Linked DNA regions of Zea mays: region 2 is linked to region 1. The links are chromatin contacts, called in public Hi-C maps. All regions are on one chromosome and are shown on one strand. The core of a region is the stretch at or near the end of the contact, and the rest is flanking DNA. Distances in the headings are between cores, read along the strand shown.

Region 1 (5,160 bases), core at 2,375-4,874:
GTACCACAAGATGAAGAATATGAAGGATGTCGCGATGAGTTCGTGAGAGGTCTAGGCCGTCGTCTCCCAGTCAACTATGGTTGTTGGATCGTTGTCTTCTTATGATTAATTATTTAATTATTTTGTACAGAACTCTATTATATAGTAAAGATGTGACATTCGTTTCTGTATTATGAGTCATCATATGTGTGAGACTTGATCCTAGCACATATTTAATTCGCGCCCGAATTTAACCCTTAAATTCGGGTGTGACTACTCAGTCCTTATATCGCTCAGCATCAACAATTTACTCGATGCTACTCATCATTAAGTATCAACAGTCAGCTTATGGTACTTACATTGCTTAGCATGCAACTTATAAAAAATGCAGCAGCACACCATAACAACAACGCCTTCCAGTCCCATCAATTTTAGTTGTCCATCAAGTATATTGAACGGATCAGGATGAAAATCAGCATAAACAGTCAGTTTATGTTCCTTACATTGCTTAGCATGCAGCTTATAAAAAACGCAACAAGACGCCTGCCCTTGACTTTTATGGCGTTTACTTCCCTTCTAAATTATATAAGTTAGATTATGATAAAATAGTAGAAAAGTAAAATATCACTTTAGGATCATAAATAAACTGAAATAAGCTATCATAGACAATACTAGCTTATTCGTGTATCCAAAGTGCTATCTTACCTTACTATTTTTCCACCATAATCCAACTTATATAATCTAAGATAGAAACAAATATAGCCTTAGCACTATACCACGGAGGATTTTTACCGACCTTTGTTAGCTACATTTTTTTCCACGGAGGATTTTAGTTCATGCTGGCTGCATTTTTTTTCTCTAGCTTGCAACATTTTTTTCTCTAGCATGTATTCAACATTTTTGTTCTTTCTTGCATGCAGGATTAAAAGTTGGTTCAAGGTTCTTGCAATATTAAGCCTAGCAAAACAGATTCGTGTGAGTTCACTGCAAACTTGTTTTTTCCTTCTTCTTGTTATGTAGCTGATATGTTAGCATAAGAATAGCTGATAATAAACACAAGATCCTACAAATCTTTGGTACGGCAGGGGCAGCAAGGAAAGGAAGGTGTTGTAGTTCAGAAAATCCAAAAACAACTAGGAGATTGTCGAGCTCTAGTGTAAGGTAAGTTCAACTAATTTACCTTGTTTCCGGTTCAATTGTGTGTTTGTTCATTATCTTTGAGTGTATGCAGCAAAGTTTTTATGCTTGTTATATGTTCTTAGAAGCTCTATCATATCCGTAATAACACACATGGATAAATCGTGGATCGACAATGTGGCTAGGTACAATACAACTTTTTTTCACAATAACTAAAAAAATGTGCTACGTGGTTATCTTGATATTTAACATAGAAATTGCATGTAGGGAGACAAAGGCCTATACACAAGGGGTGAATAGTTTTCTAGCTTTTGCATTAAAAAATTCAGCGGTAGGAAGCAAGATTTTATGCCCTTGTAGGAAGTGTGTCAACTCATTTTGGCGGGAGGCTATTGAAGTTCGAGAACACTTGATTTGTGATGGATTTTTAAAAGGGTATAGAACATGGACCTTACATGGAGAAGCTAGTTCCTCTGTATTGAACAATGAACATGGACCTTACATGGCAGCTGCAACTCTTAGAGAGTCGGTAATACTATTATTACCAAATGATGAAGCGTCGGTAAAACTTCTCTTTTAGCGACGGAAGATAAGTCGGTAAAACAACGGTCGGTCGGTAAAAGTTTTACCGACACAGCTTGCAACGACGTTCGTGGTCCGTCGGTAAAGGTCTTTACCAACCTATAGTTCGTCGGTAAAACTGATTTTACCGACAGACCATAAGTTGCAAATAATGTTCCGTGGTATAGTGTAGGGGGTGTTTGTTTACGATTATAATCTGTTCAAATTGTATAATTCAACAAATTTTAAACTAAAGATATGTTTATTTGCGATTATAATCTATCCAGATTTATAATTTAACAAATTTTAAACTAACACTTAGTTCAAAATTTGTTAGATTATATAATCTAGACAGATTATAATCCCAACAAACACCCCCTAACATTTAGTTTAAAATTTATTGAATTATATAATTTAGACAAATTATAATCTCAAACAACCACCCTCTTAGTCCCAGCAATTTAGTATTTTAGTTGTACATCAAATATACTCAACGGGATCAGGAAGAAAAAAATGTGCAATGCTACCAATGTACGTACTCCCTCTCTCCCCTATCTAGAAAACAATGGAAAACTCGCTTTCTAAACAGCAAACGACTCATGGGTAGTGAGTTCGGGGTATTTCGGGTACCGGAGGATGGTAGCCGAATTATCTAAATTAATTTGGGTTTTTAAAGTTGTTATCTGAAATTCTTAAATAAAAATCGGGTTCGGATAATTTAGGTTTAGGTAGCGGATTACGGTTTTTTTGCCCCCTACTCTTTTAAACTAAGGAGAGTGTGAGGGGCATTCAGCCAGAGTTCTTCCTTTCTCTCGTTCTCACACTTCTCTTTATAACACGCTTCCAAGAGCAATACAACGATCAACACTACACTGGACGTAGGGTGCGAGTCTAAACCAGTATAATCCTCTCTAGTCACTTAATTCATCACTCGGTGTGAGTCCACGCTAGCCTCCTCCACCGAACATAAATTATATTGTTTCTCCGATTTCTAAAACCACGGCAATATTTAATTGCTTATAGCTGAATTATTATTTAAAAGTGTACACTAATTTAAAACCCGTGAGTGATTCGAAATCCACCTAAACCCGACAGGTTCGGTGAGAGTTTGGAATTGCACTCGTAGATATGATTATAGGTGGGTTTAAGGGTGCGTTTGGTTGCGGGACAGCCAGGACAGAGACGTCCCCTGACGTCCTCTCTTATTCCTCTAATTTTGAGAGATAACTGTGGACAACACTTGGATAGTCCTGTCCCAGCCACTGACCCTAAACCAAACAACCTTATTTGAGGGATCATCTGGTTCCATCCATTCTGTCAATGCAACCAAACACACCCTAAATAAACTCACAAGTATGATCGTGAGCGGGTTTTTAGTTCAGCTGACCCGTTTCCATCCCGTTGATACGATGACAAGATAAAAAAAACTCGTTCGTTGGATAAAGTGAGCAAGGGAAAGAAAGGCGTTACAGTTGGCGCTTTTCTTTGGTGCACAAAGGAAAGAATATGACTGCGGGAGATAACTGAGGGAGTGGCTGCAGGTACTTTTGTACTGGTGTAATAGACCCTATTTTAAATAGATTAGAACTACTTGTTATCTATGACTTAAAAATATCTAGCTAAAAATTAGTGAACTACTTGAGTAGTTGTTAGCTCTTAATAGTTGAGTTCATACTGGTTGTTAGCTATTAATAGCTGAGTTCTATGAACTAATAAACTATTACTCCAGTTGTTTAGGACTTCAAGTAAACTTTTTAGTAAAATTTGATTAACTAGTTGGGTACATTTGTCGTAAAAAAAGCTTTCCCTCCACTGCTTTCCTCACCACCGCTCACCTCACCAGTCAGCACTCCCACACAGTACCCACCCTTTCTCTCTCCATCTTTTCACGCCCGTTGCTTGCTCCCCCACGCTTGACGCTCCCCCATCCCTCCTCCGCTGCCTTTCTCTCACTTCGCCGCCACTCCCAGTCTCTCTCTATCTCTCCACTCCTTACAGCTAGATTCTAGAAGCCAACAAAAACAGACGGGGGCAGAGCGTAAGGGGAGAATCGTGCTCCGGGAAAGCAAACCTCAGAGAATCCACCTCTCCCCCACCCTCTCTCTCTCTCTAGATCTACGCAAGCCGCCTCGGTATCCGCGATCGCCACCGCCCGCGGCGGCTGATGCGTCCGTGCTGCTGCGCGGAGGTGGCGCTGCGCTGTTAGCTGGCGCGAGAGTTCGTCCGGCCCCCGACCGAGTGATGGGGGCGGCGGGGGGCGGCCGGTGCGTCCGCCTCGGGGCGGCGCCGGTCCTCGTCCTGCTGCTGATCGCCGCTGCCACATTGCCGCGGCTGGCGCGCGCGGTCACCGACGCCGGCGACGGTAACCCACCCTGCTCTGCTCGCTTCTTGTCTCACTTCCTCCGCTTGATTGTAAGTTGGCAGTTTGCACGCACCAGCTGCCTGCACGGGCTGCCGACTGGTTCGTGGTCGCTTGCATGTTTGTCTGGTTGGGTTTCGCTGTTTGCGCGGTGAAGTGATGATTGGAGTTTACTGTTGCTGAGGGTGATGGAATTCGGATGCGTACTGACACTATAAATCAGATGATTTGATTTTGGTGGTGTAGTACTGTTGCACTGCGGATTAGGTGGGTGGGTGCTGAGAAATGTGAATTGAATTTTGCTGAGCTGGTTGATTCAGCCGTTTTGGTAGCGCGGGTTCACAGCGTACTGATTTCGTACCTGAGGGGTTGATGGAGGCGTTGAATTCGTGCTCGCATGCCTGCGGAAGCAACCAAAGTGATGGATGATACGCGGCAATCGGCTTGTGCTTTTCGGCCTTGGGATTGAGAGCGATGTTTATGGTCCTGGAAGGATTTGGTGGCATCGGCTTCCTGTGTTATGAATTTGTTGTCGTCATCCGTGGATAGCAACGGGGGAGGAGCGCGACTGCTTCCTAGAGATTCAGTGGCTGTTGAAAATAGTCAAGGACAAATAGATGTGTAGTGCAATTTTTTGAAGGCTGCCGTGGTACATTGGGAACTTTGATCTTGGTGGAGCACTTGAGCTTATAGTCTCATCAGACTCTCAGGAGTTGGTAAATGGTGTACACACAGGATGAGCTTAGAGTGGCAGAGAGCCGGATTTCTGGTGAATGGCAAAAGACCAAATGACTGCTTTCGCGGGCAATGCGCTCAGTACCTGTTTCAGACAGAGGTCTTGGCAGCAGAGAGTTGAGTTAATACAAAATGTAAATGACTAATGAGGATTAGTTCATGACAGTGTGCTCCATACATGTTATATACAGTTCTGAATTTTGTTAGAAGTAATTGGAACCTTTAACGAATAAAGCCCTTTGGTATGCATGTAGATTGCTTGATTAAGTATGGTTGCATACTGAGGCATTTGTTGTGTTTATTATGCCTCATCATCAATGTTTTCAAATTGCTCGATTAACCAACTCATCGACAAATCGGCCCTTGGACATCGATTAGGTGAAGCAATT
Region 2 (5,378 bases), core at 1,464-3,963, 270 kb before region 1:
CTTAAGTAGGGCTGAAAACGAGTCAAACCGAGCTGAGCTCGGATCGAGTCTCAGTGTGACTCGCTAAGTGATCGAGCTCGGCTCAGTTCGCCTACTCAACGAGCTATAAAAGGAGACTCGCTAGCCGGCTCGGCTCGCGAGCTGCACCTTAAAAACTAATATTGCATTATACAATGAAATAATAGTATATAAATGTGAAATAAATAATCATAATACAAAATTACAAATAATATAAATTATAATTGTCATATATCCATCATTAAAGACTAAGAAACGAGTCAGATATTTATAAAATTATTCAATATCCATCATTATTGTGTAAGTTGATTAATTTTGTGCAGCTCGTGAGCCAGAGCGGCTCGGCTTGTTGCCTCAACGAGCTCGAAAACATGGCTCCGCTCGGCTGGCTCGAGCCATTCTGAGGTCGAGCCGCTCACGACCTTCCACTTTTTTCGCGTAGGTTTGACATATTTGATCTAGTATCTAAATTTTAATGTGACCTGTAAGTCAGAGTCGAGGAAGTATATTTCGGGGCTTAAATATAGTGGCAGAAGATAGAAGTTAATTAGGATGCATATGGTTATTTGTACTCGAAACAGTTTTCCTGTCCTGACAGAGTGAGACAGTGCATATGGCTCTCCCCGCAGGCGAAAGTGACTGCCCATGGGCCATATGGGCATGAATGGGGGAGGTGACATCCATGATCCATGGATCGACAAGCATAATGGCCTGTGCAGCAACGTGATAAAGGATGTCCCTCATCCTTCTTCGCCTCGAGGTTCATCTCGAGGGTTTGCACGCCGCCGCAGCTCCGGCGTGCAAGTTGACGAGTGGGGCCAGGCACATCATGTAATGCGTGGACACACACATTAACACTCTATATATACAAATATATAAAAACACTTATATGTTTATTTATTTATTTATTTAATTATTTCTAGAACCAACACCGAGGACATATTGATACTGGCAAGAAACTAGTGTCGTGTACGAATACACTGTTGCATGCGAACACACTAGTATTGCGGAACATTTACGCCTTGCGTAATAAGTAAAAGGCGTTCCCCCTTTTGTGGGCTGGGCCGGGGCCCTTTTCCCATGCCTTTTTCTCTTTTATATCGGCTCTTTTTTCCTTTAATCTTTACTACCACTTTTTTTACTTGTTGCCCACAAAATTACGAGCTCGCTTTTGATTATGCTCTTCTCCACTTCATAGCACTAACAAAATGACATGATGCTGCCTTTTACTACCTCCTCCATTCAAAAAAAAGTTAACAGTGTCATATATTTATGACGCTGTGTCAGCTGCTAGTACTGTGAAACTGGATTTGACCCTCAAACTAAAGCTGCTAGTGGCTCATATATATATGTCTCTCGCGAGGCATGTGGAAGATGGAAAGTGTGTGTTGTTTAAAAGTTGCTATACGCATGGCATGGCAGTGTTAGGACATGTAGGTTGCGCTTGAGGAGATTTGAGCTGATCAGTGTGCAGTGGGAGTCAACAATGGCTGCCCATCATGGCGCAAAAACGAAGGGTCTAGCCGCCAAAGTGAAGGTGCTTTCCTTGCATGCAGCAATCAGCATGCTCGTCGACCTCAAGTGTCCTTGCATTTGTCCCCTAACCACTGCACTGTCTGTAGGGGGCACCTACTCGCGGCGTGAGATCTCTCTGGTGAGCAGCGTGGCAGCTCATGCAGCCATGCAGTGCCTGCTGGGGGAAGGATGAGGACGGTCGGTCTGAGATGGTCATGGAGGGCAGCAGTGGAGCGACACTGCCTCTGTGACTGTGAGGAAGAAAGTGCTCTTTTATACGTATGTATGTAGAGAATGTTGTACTGTTGACATGTGGATTCCATAGACGACATGTGGACTGTCAAGAAAACAGTGTACTGGATGATCCTTCAGTTCCTCGGTATATATAGCAATAACTAGAGTCCATGTACGTGTCCCCTGAATAATATATGAAAACAAAAAAAAATTCTGGTTGAAAACTGTTAAACACAAACTCGTTTCTTGTGATCCAATCCAAATAGGTCAGCGACAAACCACATTCCCTGTCAGCAATAGAATATTTTGTTCTCATCCTCTCAAATTTATTTCAGTATCAAATAAGCGCTCAATATAGGTTGATAGAGAGCCTGGCATGATAACAGTGACGAATAAAAGGGGACATGTTTAACAGCTATATATTTGCTATAGAAGCAACAAAATGTATTATCATTCTAATCCTCCACTTACTCAGAACGACATTAATTGATATCACAATAAGCGTGCGTTCTCTGATGAACCTTCTGAGGACTAGGACTGTTGTGTCTTTGAAAAAAATCACACGTCTGATTAGTTGGTCATAGGAGTAGCATTATTTGTATAGTGTAATATTGTCACGCTTTTACAAGTTATTGACGAATGAGACCTACATAGCAGAAAAAAAATCTTGTCATAATTGTAGCTCTAAACCAAACGTATGCCTAACTTGCTAACATTAGACGTGGTAAATTGTGGAAGATGAATCAACAAACCAAACAGCCCTTAAGAAACCGACTATTTCGATGTCCATTATTTCGGTTCGGTGTTCAGTGCACACTGATCACCGAAATTTCCTTGCCCCTTACAACTCGCACCACGAGTCGCTGTTGTCGCTCTGTGCATCTTGCTTAGACCTGCTTCGAAGCCCATGTTGTTGGCCTGCTGCCGCCGCGGTTTCTTGACCGTAAAGAAAGAGTGCTGGGCTGTAAGAGCGTTGGCTTGTTGAGCTGGGATGGCGAGTGGCCCATGTGATCTATGTACTCTTTCTTTACTTTTTGGTTTATATGGTATATTTCTTTTTTTATATTTTTATACTACTTTCATTTATTTTTTTATTTTACTCTACTTAATTAATTTCTTAAGTTTTTTTCTTCTATTTATTTTGCCTTTCATTTTCTCTTTTCTTTTTATTTTATCTGTTTCATGTATTTCATTAAATTACTCTAATAATTTATTTTTATTAATTATTTTCAATTTGTTTGTTTGTTTTTTTACTTACATGAAATACATATCATATGTATATGTTGTACATGTTTTTTTTAAAAAATTATTCTAGATTTTAGTTTTCCTTTCCATCTAGTTTATTTTGGTTTGATTATTTATTTCTATAAATATTGTGTTCGTGAGATGCTGCATGATCTTGATTCTTTACATAGGATCCATATAAGGCTAGATATCGAGCTAGCTTGGCTTGGCTCAACTCGTTAAGGAACCGAGCCAGAGAACCGACTCGGGTTGGCTCGTTTTCTAGATCAAGCTGGCTCATTTAGCTCACGAGTCATAGAAAAGCTATATACATACATATATATGCCAACATAATCAGTTGCTCGTTAACTCTAAACCAATTTAACATCACTAGCATATAGGTCGTGTTAACACTACGATCCTGAAGAGTGGAGTAGTCGATGACGGCAACAACGCGAGTGAAGGAAGGGGGAGGGGCGGTGGTGTCAAAGGGGAAGAAGGGGTAGGCTGGGGGCGGCGGGGTCGCCGGGAAGGAGGAGGGGGAGGGGGAGGGTTGATCTAAATAATATTGTCTATTAGATTTGAGTGGGTAAGAGAGAGGTTTATACAACGATCTGAAATGTTGGTCTTGATTGTGTGTTAAGATTGGTGTTTTTTGGTGGATTTAGTGGATGCTATAGGTGTGGGTGTCAGTTGGCTAAGGGTCTGTTTGGTTGGGCTGTGGCTGTGGAAAAAGTTGCTGTGGGCTGTGAGCTGTGGAAAAAGCTGCTGTAGGCTGTGTGCTGTTAAAAAGCTAAAAATCGTTTGGTGGAAACCACTAAAAATCGTTAAAATTTCTTCGATATATGTTTTCACAGTTCCATCCAAAAGCCACTAAAAGCAGGTCTAGGGGTGCTTTCAGTTTTGCACTACGAGAAAGTCGGCTTTTAGAAAAAGCTGCTTCCTGGATTCAGCCCTTTGGTTGGCTTTTGGCTTTTAGGGGGCAAAAGCCAAAGCCAAAAGCCAAACCAAACACACCCTAAGTTTTGTATAGTTTAAATTGGTGGATTATATAGTGCATTAGATAAAGGAGTAATGTTGCTCATATTTTTACAGACCACATTAATTTAACAACAAACTAACATAGTTCACTCATCTGTTCATTCAACATAAGTACGCAATACACATGTTCACTAGTTTAACTCGCATACACAATTACACATACCAGTTTACCACATGCCACAAGCACATATATGTAAACATGTTCATCTGTTCATGCGTAAATGATATGTAACGCAATGCAACAATCTAGTATACAAAATTTTAAACACTAGGCCATCAAACCCAAGTAGTCATCAATGAGGCTAGCTAGGGGTGGGCGTTCTGGTTACCCGAAAAATTTGGGCTGGGTAATTTAGGTAATTTAAATTTTGGATTCTAAGAATCGGTACTCGAAATTACAACGGGTTTTACAATACCCGAAAATTCGGGTACCCAAAATTTCGGGTTCGGATTCGGGTATTCCCGAACAGTTGTGGCAGCTAAATTAACACCCTATTAAATTAGAAAAAATATAGTTTTAATAATGATATACATGCACTTAAAAAACATGAAATCTATGATCACAAGTTCATAAGTCATACTGTTGCCACCCGAATCTAATCAGCGAGAGACAACAGGCGACACGAGAAGCCGGAAGGCTCCCGGGGCTGCTGGTAGGCCCGGGTTCCTCGGTCAATGGTCTAGATCCTAACATATGGCTAGGCTTCAAGGTTCGTCTGGCATGACACACGACCTATACTCGATCAGCAAGGTGTCGACATGCTCCGAATAGGTTCCCTGCATGCAAAAACATGTACGAACGTTAGTCCGAGCCATGTTTGCCCCCTCCTCCCCAGGTCATATCGGCTATAAAGGGTCGATCACTCTCCCCGGGCTCGCACCGGATCCATGCCTTGGTGGCGTAGGGAGCCGATGGCCTTAGAAACTCCGCTCCATCCACGACAGGCGGGTTCGACCCACTACAATTAAAGCCTCACCACACATCCGAAACATCCTACACTTGATTAGGCCTAGCGATCATGGTAGGCACCTGAACGCCGATTAGATTAGAGGCCTAAGAATCAGCATGAGCCAACTCCCACAACGATCCCTGTCCAAACCGAAGCCAGCCACCCGGCACGTCACCAGAACATCCAACCCTCATGTAAGGCCTAGCCATATGGATATTGGACATATCTTGGTGTATAGTTTAAATTGGTGGATTATACAGTGCATTAGATAAAGGAGTAATGTTGCTCATATTTTTACAGACCACATTAATTTAACAACAAACTAACATAGTTCACTCATCTGTTCATTCAACATAAGTACGCAATACACATGTTCACTAGTTTAACTCGCATACA

The links. A called contact is a pair of places that touch in the nucleus more often than the background predicts.
Region 2: a Hi-C map of tassel shows a contact between it and region 1, with 5 times the contacts expected there. The contact joins the enhancer-like site here to the promoter of LOC100383536 in region 1. A contact is called at or near these places in 5 of 25 Hi-C or Micro-C datasets (bundle sheath, ear, leaf and 1 more).

The regions. Positions count from the first base shown.
Region 1 is chr5:89,832,178-89,837,337 of Zm-B73-REFERENCE-NAM-5.0, reverse strand. LOC100383536 (putative STRUBBELIG family receptor protein kinase) reads left to right here and starts at 3,624. Exons shown (of 17, transcript NM_001176184.2): 1 at 3,624-4,039. The coding sequence starts at 3,919.
Region 2 is chr5:90,096,301-90,101,678 of Zm-B73-REFERENCE-NAM-5.0, reverse strand. No RefSeq gene overlaps it. Among protein-coding and RNA genes, the nearest start is that of LOC100278031, 130 kb to the right of the region's middle. Within about 2 kb of position 2,713, at least 15 of the 20 cell types and tissues checked have an H3K27ac peak or open chromatin away from gene starts, as enhancers often do. A contact at or near this core is called in bundle sheath, ear, leaf and 1 more, where this site is marked.